Regions from separate parts of the Mus musculus genome. Here regions 1, 2, 3 and 4 are each linked to region 5. A link is a contact called in public HiChIP or PLAC-seq and promoter capture Hi-C data. All regions are on one chromosome and are shown on one strand. Each heading gives the region's core, a stretch centred on a gene start, on an enhancer-like site or on the middle of the called end of the contact. The rest is flanking DNA. Distances are from core to core; before and after follow the strand shown. Region 1 holds the start of Rpp25l (ribonuclease P/MRP 25 subunit-like). Region 2 holds the start of Galt (galactose-1-phosphate uridyl transferase). Region 3 holds the start of Arid3c (AT rich interactive domain 3C (BRIGHT-like)). Region 4 holds the start of Ddx58 (DEAD/H box helicase 58). Region 5 holds the start of Ube2r2 (ubiquitin-conjugating enzyme E2R 2).

Region 1 (2,794 bases), core at 162-2,661, 580 kb before region 5:
ATGTAAGACGGGCTCAGCTGTGAGGATTTGGGAGGTGAAGGGGAGAGCTGTCAACCCCTTGGGGTGGGGCCAGGAGCTATACTCCTGATCTGGTTTGCGGAGAGATAAAGAGTTCTTACATCATTTGACTGATACAGTGGGGCATTGTATATTTATTTACCCCATACTTGCCAATTACCCTCTAAATATCATCCTATGGTAAGGAGGGCACAGGAGGGACGCCTATACCTCACAGGGTTTGGGGAAGACCAGGTGGGCCCACATGTCAGATGGTCATGGAGGAGCAGGCAGGGACGTTCAGAACCAAGGCAGCACAGCCTTGTGTCTACATTATACCAGTAGCCAGAGAAGGAGCCCAAGAGGTTTGGATGTAGGAAATTTTAGGAATGGGGGAGAGAAAGCAGGGAGAAACAGCTATAAAGCAACGCGCTCCACCAAATGTATGCTGCCCTCTTGTGGTCTGAGGGAGTGCCTTGGCGCCTTCAAGTGCCTGTATGGCACCCAACCTGTGGAGTTGTCAGCATCTCAAATGCAGCGTGTCCAAACTGATCTGAAACTAGCATTTACCCTAGACTATTCTACCGGAAGAGTCGCCCGTTCTTCCCCAAAACTTCATCAGAGTTTTCTCTCTCTCTTTTTTTTTGAGCTTTTCGAGACAGGGTTTCTCTGTGTAGCCCTGGCTGTCCTGGAACTCACTCTGTAGACCAGGCTGGCCTCGAACTCAGAAATCCACCTGCTTCTGCCTCCCAAGTGCTGGGATTAAAGGCGTGAGCCACCACTGCCCGACTTCATCCAAGTTTTCTATCAAGTTTCTACCATCCTCAATTCTTGCTGTTTCTGTGGTTAGCATATCATCGGACAAATATTGGAGGGCCTATTTTACTCTGGATACTGAACTAGGCTCTGTGGGCACGCCCCCGTGGCCGAAGCGCTACGGTGATGTTGAGTACAGCCCCTTCCAGGGTCACCAGTAGCTGTTGCCCCGACTACCGGATCCACCCAGCTTATACACCAATCCTCTCAGCCAATGAGTTATGCACTCGCTTAGATCCTCCTGAAAACCGCCGGGGTCGTCCAGTGTCCCAGGATGAGAAGAAAGCTCAGGACTCCGTAAATAAGAGTCTCACCTGCTTTTATCCACCAGGGGCTTCGCTTTCGCTGCTCCGGTGTGTCAGCAGGTGACGCATGCCGTCCATCTTTTAAAGGCACAAATCTGCGTTCTTCGGGCGCAAGACTCCTCCGATAGCCGTTCCTTTCCCGGGTGGGCCCTCTGCAGGTAGCGGGGTGCTCCGGGATCAACGCGCCGACCGCTGGAGGCCGGCCAGATGCCACCATCACAGGCGAACAGCAGCCCGGGTTTCTCTCAGGCCCCGCCCCCTGCGTGCGCGGCCCCGCGGCTCCGCGCGCTCCCGGTCTGCGCGCCATCTTGGCTACTCCGTGAGGGTCGAGCGTCTACTGGCGACCGTGGTAAGAGCCAAATCCCAGGAGATGGGGACTCAGAGCTGGGGAAAGGGGAAATGCCTGCTGCCTGAAACAGCGGCCCACGATTGGGGAGCCCGCCAACCGCTCACGAGTGGTCCGAAGCAGCTCTCCGGTCGAGTTCCCGAGTGGCCCTGTTCAAGCCAGCCTACTCTATTAATGTGGGGGTGAGGTCTTCTCTGCCCCCATGCACCCCGTGCTCGTAGGCAGGGTCGATTCTTTCTTTGGGGAGTACTTTCTTGGGGAGTGAGGCCTCGTGGCTGTGCCCCAGGGAGTTTGGAGCCAAGAGTCTCTGGAAGCACAAAGTAAGGGAGCCTTGTCCCAGTCCTTGCAGCCTTGTGAGGAGAGCCCGCCTGTTCTTGGCAAGTTGTGGGCGAGGGGTCTGGGACCTAGCCCCCAGGAGCTTGAGATCATAAAGAAGTACAGGCCTACCCACCAGAGAGCCTGGTTTGGGGGAATTTGGTCTTGCCCGTGTTAGAAACTCGTGGATGTATTTAGAAAGGGGTCTAAGGACTCGATAATTCTTGGCCCCAGCCTTGAGACGCTGGGGTGAGGAACAAGGCGATAATCTGGAGGGAGTGATGGAGGATGGACCTGGTCATGTTCCCGCCACTCATCTGACTCTTACCCGCAGTGCATATCCAGAGAGAGACCCACCAACGTCGCGAGGGCAGAATGGAACAGTACCGGAGGGCCGGCTCTGTAGAGCTTCCAGCCTCATCACCAATGCCCCAGCTACCTCCTGACACTCTGGAAATGCGAGTCCGAGATGGGAGCAAAATCCGAAACCTGCTAGGGCTGGCGCTGGGTCGTTTGGAAGGGGGAAGCACCAGGCACGTGGTGTTCTCAGGCTCTGGCCGGGCTGCTGGAAAGGCTGTCAGCTGTGCAGAGATTGTCAAAAGGCGGGTTCCGGGCCTACACCAGCTCACCAAGCTCCGCTTCCTGCAAACGGAGGACAGCTGGGTCCCAACTTCACCAGACACGGGACTAGACCCCCTCACAGTCCGACGCCACGTGCCTGCGGTGTGGGTACTGCTTAGTCGGGACCCCTTGGACCCCAGTGAATGTGGCTACCAACCCCCAGGTGCACCTCCTGGCCTGGGTTCCATACCTAGTCCCAGCTGTGGCCCCAGACCCCGAAGGAGGGCTCGGGACACCCGGTCCTGAAGATCTGCTGCGCCTGACTGTTCTCTAGACCTGAATATCTGTGCCTTCTCTAAGAAGAGCTTGTGCCGGCAAGGCTTAAGTCTACCGAACTTGCCCCTCCCCTCCGGAATGTGGGGTGGAACTGTTAAAAAGACTGGCGTGGGTCAGT
Region 2 (2,787 bases), core at 89-2,588, 620 kb before region 5:
ATGGTTCTCCCCCAAACCAAAGTTACACCTCCCCCTCACAGACCTGCACCCAAGGGTACTGGGCACCCAGCTCCTCTGTGACTGAGGCCCATGCATCGATGACAGCTCGGATCTCAGGGACAGACATGAGTGGCAGCGTCACATCCGACCAGGGGTGGAAGCACATGACCTTACTAGGTGGTGAGGGAAAAATGACATAGGGAAGTGGATTGGGTGCTAAGGGCAGGGCCCAAGCTCAGGTCTTCGTCTTCAGACCTGGGCTGGAGGTTGTAAGAGGGGAAACCCAAAGTTACCAAACTCCTCTGGCGGCCTCTGCTCGGAAGAGAGGGTGGTCACTGGGTCCTGGAATAAAGGAGTATTACTCTCTGTAGCACAGGTACCCGGGTCAGACCCAGTCTCCCTTCTCCCCAACAGTGGTTAAATTGAGGGTACCTGGATCCGGAGCATCGGGCTGCAGAGCCGGGAAGTCATTGTCAAACAGAAAGGTACCATCATAGTGGGGATTCACCTACTGACAAGAATAGGCTAGAAATACTACCTGACGGAATTCAAGGGCTATCCAGGCTGCAACGGGGGCGAGGAAGGCCCCACTCAAAGGATCAAAATTGCTTGCCCGGAAATGACCCAAAAGGAGGCGCACTGCTCCCCCTTGTGGGCGAAGGGTAGTAATAAGGAAGAAGGATTTTTTTCCTATCCCAGTTGGTGGCTGTGTATTCGGGCTTACCTCCCCATTAGCTCGTGTGGCCCCGGGACACAGAGGGTTGAGTGGGTCGTGGCGGGGCACTGTCTTCAGAAGCTGGGGCTCCACTTGTCCTTGCCAGGGCCGCTTCATGCGATGAGCCGACACTAACACCCACTCGTCCTGGAGCGGGTTGTAGCGAATATGCTGGTGTTCTGGGGAGAGACAAGGATCAGTCAGCAAAACTCCCTGTCTCTCTCTTCCCCGAGTGGCTCTAATGCCCTAGCAGGCCCAAGTACAGGGACGCTCGGTCGGCGCAGTGTTTCTAGAAGCTATAGGCTGGCGGAGGGGAGTTAAAGGGTTAAACGCTTTCCGTGCCACACGGCCTGCAAGCCCCTCCTTCCCTCGCCCGCCACCCTGGCCTCGGGTAGGAGTGCCGACCTTGACTCTGGGACTAGAACTTCCTACGGAAAAGGAAGGCTCGGCTCCGCACCGTAGCGGGTCCAGGCCGCCCAGCAATTACCGCTCGCCCGGAAGGTCGCTGCCATGGCGTCCGCCTCTGAAGCCTGCTGGCGCTGCTCAGGATCGGCTCCGCTATGCGACGTGAGGCCACACGAATTGACCTAAGGTACACAAGGTGAGCGCCCCATTCCATGTCTCCCCCCGCCCACCCTGGATGATTGGCTAGTCGCCAACACGTGACGGTGGGGGCACAGCCTGCCACTTGAGGGCGGGGCTCGGGACCGCCACGCTCACTTCCCCAGGTTGTTTTGATGATTCTCCTGCACACCGGATTGTAGCTACTTCTCTGGAGAGCATCTGTGAAAACTGGTTGCTGTGTCCATTCGTCCCGCCACGGATTCGGGTTGCTTGCACGACATTAGGGCTATTTATTGGAGCATGACATATCAGCTTCACCACTCAAGGACACTCCTGCCAGCAGCCTTTAACTGCCAATAGTCCATCAGAAAGGGCGGAGCCTCGTGAGTGCACCGCCCCCCAAACCGGTAAGAAACCTCTATGGGTCCATTCTCATGTTTTGTGCAGGTAACCACAGGTGTAGTGAGTTCTTGTGTTTGCACATCAGGCCCTGTCCTGTTCAGAAGACATCGTTTTTACTGAGCATCTTAACCGTGTGCCAGGCACCTAGGTTCTGTGTGGAGCATAGAGACGCCCTGTGCAAAGACCAGCAGCATTCTGAACTCATGACCTGGGTCACCTGCGGAGCTGCTGTGTGTGGTTAAGATGCAAGTTGTGGAGAGGGGGTGGAGGTGAGGAACTTGATCATACTATAGATGAAGCCTGCAGCCTGGCCCTTCAGGTATTGCCCGGATGTGTGAGTATTTCACTGTAACTATGCCTCTAGCCTCAGGAGCAGAAATAAGGTTAGATAAAGAGAACTGAGTAAGTATAGGGTGTGGTGGTACACACCTGTAATCCCAGCACTCCAGAAACAGAGACAGTAAACTTACAAGTTCAAGTTCAGCCTGCGCAGTTATACATAACAAGGCCCAATCTATATAAAAGTAAACCAAACGGCCAGTGGTGGTGCACACCATTAATCCCAGCACTTGGGAGGCAGAGGCAGGCAGATTTCTGAGTTCGAGGCCAGCCTGGTTTACAGAGTGAGTGCCAGGACAGCCAGGGCTACACAGAGAAACCCTGTCTCGAAAAAAAAAAAAAAAGTAAACCAAAAGACAGTAATGTGTGTGTGTGTGTGCGCGCGTGTATGCGTTTGTGCATACATACCAGGCACAGTGATGCATTTGCCTATAGTCTCAGCTACTCTAGAAGCTGAAGCAGAAGATCAATTGAGCCCACAAGTTCTAGACCATCCTGGCCAATATAGTGAAGCCAATTTCAAAAACAAGCAAAAGGCCATCAGTATTTGAAGGGCAGAGACAGGCATATCAATGAGTAGCCTGGCTACATAGAACATTCTAGGCTGTTGAGGTTTGGTCTGTTGCTATGTATTATGATGCAAAATACTGGCTGGGGAGGTGGGGAGCTGGAGAGATGGCTCAGGGATTAAGAGCACCAACTGCTCTTCCAGAGGTCTTGAGTTCAATTCCCAGCAACCACATAGTGGCTCACAACCATTTGTAATG
Region 3 (2,795 bases), core at 53-2,552, 600 kb before region 5:
AAAGTGAGTTCCAGGAGAGCAAGGCCTATACAGAGAAACCCTGTCTTGAAAAAGAAGAAAAAAGAAGACAGAAGAAGAAAGAAGACAGAAGAAGAAAGAAGACAGAAGAAGAAGAAGAAGAAGAAGAGGAGGAGGAGGAGGAGGAGGAGGAGGAGGAGGAGAAGGAAGAAGGAAGAAGAAAAGAAGAAGAAGGAAGAAGAAGAAGAAAAGAAGGAAAAGAAGAAGGAAGAAGAAGAAGGAAGAAGAAGAAGGAAGAAGAAGAAGAAGAAAAAGAAGGAAAAGAAGAAGGAAGAGGAAGAAGAAGGAAAAAGAAGAAGGAAGAGGAAGAAGAAGAAAAAAGAAGAAGGAAGAAGAAGGAAAGAAAGAAAAAGAAGAAGAAGGAAAGAAGAAGATGAAGAAGAAGAAGAAGAAGAAGAAGAAGAAGAAGGAAGAAGGAAGAAGAAGGAGGAGGAGGAGGAGGAGGAGGAGGAGGAGAAGAAGAAGAAGAAGAAGAAGAAGAAGAAGAAGAAGAAGAAGAAGAAGAAGAAGAAAGAAGGAGGAGAGGAGGAGGAGGAGGAGGAGGAGGAGGAGGAGGAGGAGGAGGAGGAGAGGTGTGTATGCCTGTATTTCTCATACAATGTGTATATCCCGATGTGTGTGCTTGCAGGAGACTCAAGAGACTTCTGGGGGTGTAGGTGCATAGATATGGGGGCCACTGGCATGTGCATACCTGTGCCTAAACTGACACATATTTGCAGTTGGCGATAGCACGTGGGCAGGGCATGAAGGAAGGCAAAGCTCTGTTCTGGCCAGGTGTTCCGCATTCATCCCCGCATCCTTCAGAGCGATTCCAGTGTGACAACAGCTTGTTCAGGCCCTAGATCCCTCGAGTCACCTTTAAACGGAATGTGTAAAATTGGGCCCGAATTTGTGACAAGGTGTGAACGGCGGGTTCTGAGTGTGGGTTTGGGGGACACGACTTGTAAGGCTGGGCGGGGCCATGGGCCGGAGTTTACTAGCCGTGGTCTCCTCTTTCTCCCACGCGTGATTTCCCCATAGCTCTCCGGCGCCCCCCTCGAATCTGGCTGGTGGGAGACACCTGTTGGGGGGTTAAGAGGAGCCGAGCCCACCCCAGCCTCTTCCGCTGCGCCCTCCCGCCCTCACCCGCCCAGCAGGGCTCGGGTCCCGCCCCCGGGACCGCAGGCAGCCAAGCGACCGCCAGTGAGCGCACGGCGGTCAGAAGAGCGCAGGGCGGCAAGAGCGCACAGCGGGGACCCTGCGCAGGGAATCCAGCTGAGACAGGAGCCGCCCGAAAGGCGGCAGAGCAGACGGACCGCCGTGGAGACACCCGGGGCTTCGGGCGGTGCCAGGCAGGTGAGTGTAGCTGCAGGGCGTCCAGACCCCGGGATCCGGGCTCAGTGACTCGCCACCTCATGCCCGTCTGGTCCTGTCCCTGTCCCAGACCCAGACATTGCTGCCCTCTTCTCTGTACCTCTTGGATTCCTGATTCTTGTGTTTTATGTTTTTACCCGGTTTTTACACCAGTGTCCTCTATTTTCTGTCTCTTTCTAGTATTTTCTCTCTCATGCTGCGTCGCTCTTCCCGCGTCTCTCTCAACCTCATCTTGCTATCTCTTTTCAGGTGTCTGTCCCTCTCTTGTAGCTCTCTCTCTCTCTTTCTCATTCTCTCTCTCTCTCTCTCTTCCCCCCCCCCTTCCTTCCCTCCCTCCCTCCCGCCCTCCCTCCCCATCTTGGTCCTCCTCAGTCTCTATGTCCCGCTCCTGTCTCTCTTCCAGTCTCTGTCTCTGTATCTGCCTGTCGTCCCGTGTTCTCTCTCTCTCTCCCTCTCTCTCTCTCTCTCTCTCTCTCTCTCTGTGTGTGTGTGTGAGAGAGAGAGAGAGAGAGAGAGAGAGAGAGAGAGAGAGAGAGATCTCCCTGCACCACTCTCCCTTGGTTTCTGTTACTCTTTCCAATTTGCTTGATTCTCCCTATCCTCAGTTCCTGGCCATTTCTGACTCCCTATGTGTAGTCTCTGTCTCTTTTGCTCCCTCTATCCCTCTGTCTCTGTTTTCTTGATATATTAATCCTTCCCTTATAACTCCATGTATGTCCCTGAACATGTATGTCCATGAGCATCTCCTCTTGTGTTGTAGGGTGTGGGTGCAGCAAGGCCCTGCACCCATAATTCCCTCCCCCACAGCCGGCCCTTTCCTCGGGGCCCCGCCTGGTACCAGGAGCCCCCCCAGCAGGGGGACTGCGCCTGGAAGCTGTAATGGAGGCCCTGCAGAGGCAGCAGGCAGCACGGCTGGCCCAAGGGGTGGGGCCCTTGGCCCCTCCACGCTTACCGCTTCCACAACCTCCTCTGCTTGGCGCCCGGACCCTACAGGCTCCTGAGGGGGCTATAGGGGTGGTTGGGGCTGAAGAAGAGGAGGGTGCTGAAGATGAGGAGGGAGAGACACCCTTAGCAGAAGAGGAGACAGCTGAGCAGAGCCATCCAGGAGCCCGATGTCCCAACTCACCTTCCAGCCAGTCTCCTGGAATCCAACCACATGAGTGGACCTACGAGGAACAGTTCAAGCAGGTAGGCACCCTCTCTCCACCACCCACCACGGCCAAGCTGTCACGCCTCTCTCCCTCTGGCAAAAAATAGTCTACACATTCCTATCACCCTCTGAAGGATGTTAACAGAGACCTAGGGAGAGATAGGAAGACTGCAAGATGGATAATGATCAATCAGCAGAGACACCCAGATATGTAGAAAGTACACAGGAATTCATTAAGAGGCAATGGAGATCCTCAAAACATAGAAAATGACCA
Region 4 (2,893 bases), core at 128-2,627, 900 kb after region 5:
GAAAAGTTAATTTGAAATAACTGTAGAACCAAGAGTAAAACTAAACGTATGATCACTCTAAAAGAAGCGTTGGATAACTTCCAGAGCTGGTGTGCTGGGTACTTTTAGGTCAATTTGACACAAGCTGAATTCATCATAGAGGAGGGGCCTTCAATTAAGGAAATCATAAGACTGGCCTGTAGGGCTTTTGTTGTTGTTGTTGTTGTTTTGCTTTTTTTTGTTGTTGTTGTTTTGTTTTTTTGAGACAGGGTTTCTCTGTATAGCCCTGGCTGTCCTGGAACTCACTATGTAGACCAAACTGGCCTCGAACTCAGAAATCCGCCTGCCTCTGGAGTGCTGGGATTAAAGGCGTGTGCCACCACACCCGGCTAGGGCATTTTCTTTAAATTTTTTTTTTCACTTTTTTTTTTAACGTATTCACTTTACATCCCACTCACTGTCCCCTCCCAGTCACTTCATGCCCCCTCCCCTACTCAGTCACTTCATGCCCCCTCCCCTACTCTGAGCGGTTGGAGGCCCCTTTGGGTATCAAACAAACACACACACACACACACACACACACACACACACACACACACACACACACACACTGGCATATCAAGTCTCTGTTAGGCTAGGCGCATCCTCTCCCACTGAGGTCAGACAAGACTGCCCAGCTAGAAGAACATATCCCACGGACAGGCAACAGCTTTTGGGACAGCCACGCTCCAGTTGTTTGGGACTCATAAAAGACTAAACTCACACCTGCTACAAAAGTGCAGGGAGGCCTAGGTCCAGCCTGTGTGTGCTCTTTGCTTAGTGGTGTCTCTGAGAGCCCTAAGGATCAAAGTTTGTTGACTCTGTTGGTCTTCCTGTGGAGTTCCTATCCCCTTCGTCCCCCTCCCCACCCTGCAATCTTTCCCTCAACTCTTCTTTAGGCCTGGTGGTGGTGGTGTGGTGGCATGGAGGAGGTGGTGGAGGGGGTGGGGGTCTTTAATCCCGGTTCTTGTGAGACCGAAGCAGGGACGATTTCGGAGCTCTGTGAGTTTGAGGCCAGCCTGGTCTATAGATCTAGTTCCAGGACAGTCAGAGCTACATAGAGAAACCCTGCCCCGAGGGGGGGGGGGCGCGGGGAATGGTTAAAGATTATTGCAGGACCCAGCTGATCTGTGGAAGAGGTAACGGGTGTTTATGTTTTTCGAAACTCATTGAACAATGCACTTCAATTGTGCGCACTTTAGAAATATAAAGCCACCACGCGAAAAGCTGCGCCCCAACTTAAAGGCAATTTCCAAGGTACTTCTGGGTCCTTGCGGTTCAGTGGCTGTCTAGGTTCAGAAACGAAACTGGATCCCCGCCCCGCCCCCCCGCCCCCCCCCTCCCCAGCGCCCTGAGGCAGTTTCGATTTCCTATGGCCAGCCGGCTAGGCAGCTTTTTCATCGGGACTCCTTGGAAAGTCCCCACTTCGTTCATCTCTGGCGGATTTGCGGGAGCCAGGGCGCTCATCGATCGCCTGGAGCCACAGAATGACAGCGGAGCAGCGGCAGAATCTGCAAGCATTCAGAGACTATATCAAGAAGATTCTGGACCCCACCTACATCCTCAGCTACATGAGTTCCTGGCTCGAGGATGGTGAGTGGTCCCCAACTGGGGCTCTCAGGCTCTCCACCTTAGCGAGGGGAAAACATCACTCAGATCAGAAACAATTGAAGGCTCTGCCCCCCCCCCTCCCCCGCGCTGTCCTTAAGTTAATTTGTGTAACCCGGTGTATGTGAGACTCCCAGGCCATATTAGAGTAGACAGCATAGGGATTTGATGGTCAGGAACAAAATTCCTGCAAGCTGTAGTAACTTGCATAAGGATGCCACTCTTTTCTTTCTTTCAATGCTGGGGAAATAGTTTGTTTCTCTTATTTACACCTTCTAGACTGCTGTGTGCCTCCCTTTGTCCTGTCATGAGAAACTGAGAAATCAGAATGCGCCCGCCCCTCCTTAGATTCCTGTACAGAGCAAAGAGCAAGGCTTTGGGCTCGGGCCAAAGGTGGAGGTGGGGGCCGCAGGAAGCAAGAGGACTGACTGACACGCACATTTCTGTCAAAGGATGTTGCTCACAGGAAGTCCGTGGAAGAAAACTTTCTCCAGACTCCGTGTGTTCAGAGTTTAACACAGTTGTTCATATCTAGCTTTGGGGATTTGATTGGTGGATAATAGACTCTTTGTAAATTGCACTGGGTGTTTCCACCTGAGCAAACAGACCTCCCCACCTCACCCCCACCCCCAGGGAGAAGGGAGAGGGCGTTTGAAGGGGTGACCGAGGGCGTGCGGCAGCTACTTTTCATTTTGCCAGTTAAAGCCTAGATGTCTTTCCTGGCGTTGGACGACGGTGGCAACTGCAGGTTAATTCTGACTCTCTTGAGTTCCGAAGCCTAACAGGCTATGCAGAGAGGAGTAAAAGAGCACTACCCAGGGCTACCCACATCCCGGTTGTGTTAGAGAGAAGCAGCAAAAAAGCCCTAATGATTGGGGGCGGGGTCTGAGGAGAGGAAACCCACCCAAGAGGTTTCTTAACACCAGGGTCACTTGCCTTTCAATCCTTTAATCTGATCTTTAGTCATTTACATTAGCATACAAAGTAACTAGTTTCAATACTGAAACAAAGTAACTAGTTTGTTCAGCCATTCCTGCCATTGCTCTTTGTTCTTATTTAATTGCCTCTTCTGTGGCTCTTCCACCCCCTTTACCTGTCCCTCTCTGGATGCCCTCCCCCCCAAATGGTACCCCGTTCTGCTTTCTTATAACATGAGGTTCATCACACTCCCTCCCTCCCTCCCTCCCCCATTTAAAGTATCATCCTTTCCTCTCAGGGTGCCTGTTTTAGTTTCATGAATTTTAGGGTTTTGGTTTTTTGTCTGTTT
Region 5 (2,896 bases), core at 239-2,738:
AGAAAATAAGAGGTAAGTAGTTGGGCAGTCCTAAAAATACCCATCACAACTACATGACTAAGATATTCGTTTAAAACTTGTGCCAAGATAACCCCTCCCTTCAAAACAAACGAAAACTGACTCATTGGCCTATTTTACCTAATTTTGGAAATAAAATAATAAATGAATTCCTAAACACCCATTCCCTCTGTCTCTACCCCCCACAACATCTTCACTCAGGGATTCTACCCTCCAAATAAACTGCTTCAGTCAAATCAAGACAAAACAAAACAAAACAAAACAAAAACAGTATCTCCAAGTACTGAACTCAGAAATAATTAATGGAAACAATGTCTATATAGTGGCAGCCTAAGGAAACACTCCACCATGAGAAAGCCTATCACCTCGGATGCAGCTCATCTGTGGGACGACCCCATTTGTTGGAGCTAACCACCTAAGCAAAAGCTTTTAATCTTGTCTCTCGAAAGTGGGAAACTATCAATCTGCCTGACGCGTTCCACCCTTTGTGGATGTTTGTACATGGAGTGTGTGGGGGGGGGGGGGGGGGTGCTAGTAAACTTGGTAGGAAAGGACAAAGGGCATTTTGGAAGCAGCAGAGACTGACTATAAAGTAAATGGAAAACGAGGACAGAAAGAGGACTAAATTAAAGTCCCCTCGAGTGGATGAACAACAAGACAACGGCCAGCACACCACCCTCCCTTTTTTGGCCACCCCCATGGTCCTCTTCCTTATTACCACCTACTGTAATCAAAAGTTGGACTACCACTACCCAAGACCAACAAATCCTCCAAATGTCAGGGCACTAGCAACACGGGCAATGACAGGCTAATATTCCTCCCCCACACCCCCCTAAAAAAGAGAAAAGTCCAATCCAGTAAGTGCAGGTCACCCTGCCCTCTGGGGCAGTTCCAGCCTGCGCAGAGAAGGCTCAGATGGGTCCGAGAAAGAGAAGCTAGACCATCCCTATTTCCACACACCCCTCAGCTGGAGAAACAAAACAAAGGCAGCCCTCCTTCCCGATAGCCACTACCCCAGCCAAAGAGGCTTTTCCTATTTCCCGGTGCAGTCTGGCCTCCCGCCCCCGCCCCATGACAAAGAAAAGGCACTTGGTGAGCAAGGCCTTCCTGCCTCTACGGATGGGGGAGGGGGCTGCGAGGTGAGGAGCCCCCACCCCCCACCCCCGGCTCCCCCGAGCTCACGCTCCCCGCCAGCGGCGGAAAGCCGAGACCGGGGAAGCTGGGCCGAGAAAGGGTGGCGGTACCTTGAAGTAGCCGCCTTCGTAGAGGGTGTTAGGGGGTCCGAAGATGGCCACCTCCCAGTTGTAGAGGTCGGACTCATCCACCAGGGTGATCCGGAAGCCCTCCACCGGTTCCTCCTGCAGGGATTTCAGCTCAAGCATCAGGGCTTTCTGCGAGCTGGTCATCTGCTGCTGGGCCATCGCGGCGGCGGCGGCCGTGCGGGGCCGCGGCCCCAGTCCTCGCGCACCGGCCGGGCCGGACCAGGCCCCTCCCCTCCGCTCGCCCTCGGGCCGGGCCGGGCCCCTGTCTGTCCTCACACGCCTGGCGGGGCCGGACCAGGCCCCAGACGGCCCGCGGGCCCGCCCGGGGTCCTCCTCACTCACGACTCGGGCCGGCCCGGGCCCTCCTCACACTCGGGCCGGGCGGGGGCGGGCCTAAGGGAGTTGGGGGAATCCGCTCCGGGCTCCGGGCCTCCCCCCCCCGGAGGGGGCCTCTACTTATGGGGGGGGGAGTGGAGGTGGAAGCGAAGGAAGGCGGCGGAGGGCAGACGATGGTGAAGACAGGGGTGGGGGGGCCGAGGCGGCCCGGGATCGCCGTGCTCGCTCGCCCTCTCGTTCTCCGCGGGGGCCGGAGGGGCGCACGAGGGAGGGCGCGCCGTGCGCTGGGGTCTCGGGACGGCGGCGGCGGCGGCTGCGCGGGGGGAGGGGCGGAGGAGGAGAGCGAGAGCGCCTCGCGCCGCGGGAGCAACAGAGCAGAGAAGGAGGGAGGGAGGGAGGGAGGGAGAGGAGGAGGGGCGCGCGCCGGGAGGGGGGCGGCTCGCGGCGACAGCGGCCCGGTGCGCGTGCGCGCGCCCCTCCCTCCCTCCTTCCCTCCCCCCCCCCCCGCCCTCCTCGCTGTGCTCTGCTCTACTCTGCTCCTGCCTGCTCGCTTCTCCACTCCCCCCTCCAACCCCCACCCCCAACCCCGGCCAGGCCCCACGGTGGCTGCGCTTTGTGACGCTTGCGCGTGTCCCCCACCCTTAAAGAGCCAAGCGGAGGTGGGGATCAAGGGCGGGTCGCAGAGGATTACTTTGGGCCCTAAGTGACGGTTGTGCGGCTGGACGCCGCGGTTCCAGAGGCGTGTCCCGGAAGGAACCTCAGCTCCTAAGGCTCTCAGCACTAGCGCCCAGTGTGTCCCCTGGCCTCCGCAACCTTCCTGTGAGGAGCCCTGGTCCTCCGCATGCACCCCTCGGTGACACCCAGGCTGTGGTCCTTACACTTAGTAGTGCTTCAGTAGGTTGTGTCTCCCACCTCAGGGGAGGCAGTCTCCCAAAGGAAAGCTAGAGAAAAGCAGGCAAGCTCCCGCTTCCTTTTACCGAGAGTAAGTAGTAGGTTGTGTAGAAAGCGGAGAGAACTAATGTTGAGCCCGATTACGGGGCTTCCATGAGATTTGGGGAAGAGCGCTGGCTATAACTTAGTCTACTTCTTTGCAAAATATTGATGTTGGCCTAGTGTGGCCTTGGAAGGGGACAAAAGCAAAATGATCAGTGTGAGGCCAACCTGGTCTACTTAAGTAGTTCCTTACCAGTCAGTACTACATAATGAGACCCTCTCTCTAAAAACAGACGGCTGCGGTGGAGCTTTTTAACTCTACGGATCTACCTGGCCGTGGCGTGGCT

Evidence for each region. Promoter capture Hi-C pulls out the DNA fragments that hold promoters and counts their contacts. HiChIP or PLAC-seq counts read pairs in DNA pulled down with a chosen protein or histone mark.
Region 1: a contact with region 5 is called in an H3K4me3 HiChIP or PLAC-seq map of bone marrow-derived macrophages, with 5 times the contacts expected there. The contact joins the promoter of Rpp25l here to the promoter of Ube2r2 in region 5. A contact is called at or near these places in 16 of 39 promoter capture datasets (the 3T3-L1 cell line, 3T3-L1-derived adipocytes, the C10 cell line and 9 more), 1 of 15 datasets of contacts at CTCF or cohesin (embryonic stem cells), 10 of 484 Hi-C or Micro-C datasets (B cells, CD4 T cells, the G1E-ER4 cell line and 3 more), 10 of 115 datasets of contacts at active chromatin or transcription factors (astrocytes, bone marrow-derived macrophages, cardiomyocytes and 7 more) and 2 of 9 other capture datasets (adipose tissue and liver).
Region 2: a contact with region 5 is called in a promoter capture Hi-C map of hippocampal neurons, with 4 times the contacts expected there. The contact joins the promoter of Galt here to the promoter of Ube2r2 in region 5. A contact is called at or near these places in 6 of 39 promoter capture datasets (frontonasal cranial neural crest, hippocampal neurons, liver and 2 more), 5 of 115 datasets of contacts at active chromatin or transcription factors (astrocytes, bone marrow-derived macrophages, extraembryonic endoderm stem cells and 2 more) and 2 of 9 other capture datasets (liver and pancreatic islet).
Region 3: an H3K4me3 HiChIP or PLAC-seq map of embryonic stem cells shows a contact between it and region 5, with 7 read pairs. The contact joins the promoter of Arid3c here to the promoter of Ube2r2 in region 5. A contact is called at or near these places in 10 of 39 promoter capture datasets (the 3T3-L1 cell line, the C10 cell line, cranial neural crest and 5 more), 5 of 115 datasets of contacts at active chromatin or transcription factors (astrocytes, bone marrow-derived macrophages, embryonic stem cells and 2 more) and 2 of 9 other capture datasets (adipose tissue and liver).
Region 4: a contact with region 5 is called in an H3K4me3 HiChIP or PLAC-seq map of pro-B cells, with 4 times the contacts expected there. The contact joins the promoter of Ddx58 here to the promoter of Ube2r2 in region 5. A contact is called at or near these places in 1 of 39 promoter capture datasets (pre-B cells) and 1 of 115 datasets of contacts at active chromatin or transcription factors (pro-B cells).

What each region holds. Positions count from the first base shown.
Region 1 is chr4:41,712,134-41,714,927 of GRCm38.p6, reverse strand. It overlaps Rpp25l (ribonuclease P/MRP 25 subunit-like), which reads left to right and starts at 1,411. Exons shown (of 2, transcript NM_027278.3): 1 at 1,411-1,467; 2 at 2,114-2,794. The coding sequence starts at 2,155. The coding sequence ends at 2,646. Dctn3 (dynactin 3) reads left to right here. Exons shown (of 7, transcript NM_016890.4): 7 at 1-130.
Region 2 is chr4:41,754,068-41,756,854 of GRCm38.p6, reverse strand. Galt (galactose-1-phosphate uridyl transferase) reads right to left here and starts at 1,338. Exons shown (of 11, transcript NM_016658.4): 1 at 1,203-1,338; 2 at 725-894; 3 at 433-508; 4 at 294-342; 5 at 44-173. The coding sequence starts at 1,227. It overlaps Gm42274 (predicted gene, 42274), which reads left to right and starts at 1,083. Exons shown (of 2, transcript NR_155499.1): 1 at 1,083-1,686.
Region 3 is chr4:41,729,649-41,732,443 of GRCm38.p6, reverse strand. It overlaps Arid3c (AT rich interactive domain 3C (BRIGHT-like)), which reads left to right and starts at 1,302. Exons shown (of 8, transcript NM_001017362.2): 1 at 1,302-1,353; 2 at 2,179-2,559. The coding sequence starts at 2,251.
Region 4 is chr4:40,238,309-40,241,201 of GRCm38.p6, reverse strand. It overlaps Ddx58 (DEAD/H box helicase 58), which reads left to right and starts at 1,377. Exons shown (of 18, transcript NM_172689.3): 1 at 1,377-1,611. The coding sequence starts at 1,506.
Region 5 is chr4:41,134,613-41,137,508 of GRCm38.p6, reverse strand. It overlaps Ube2r2 (ubiquitin-conjugating enzyme E2R 2), which reads right to left and starts at 1,488. Exons shown (of 5, transcript NM_026275.4): 1 at 1,263-1,488. The coding sequence starts at 1,439.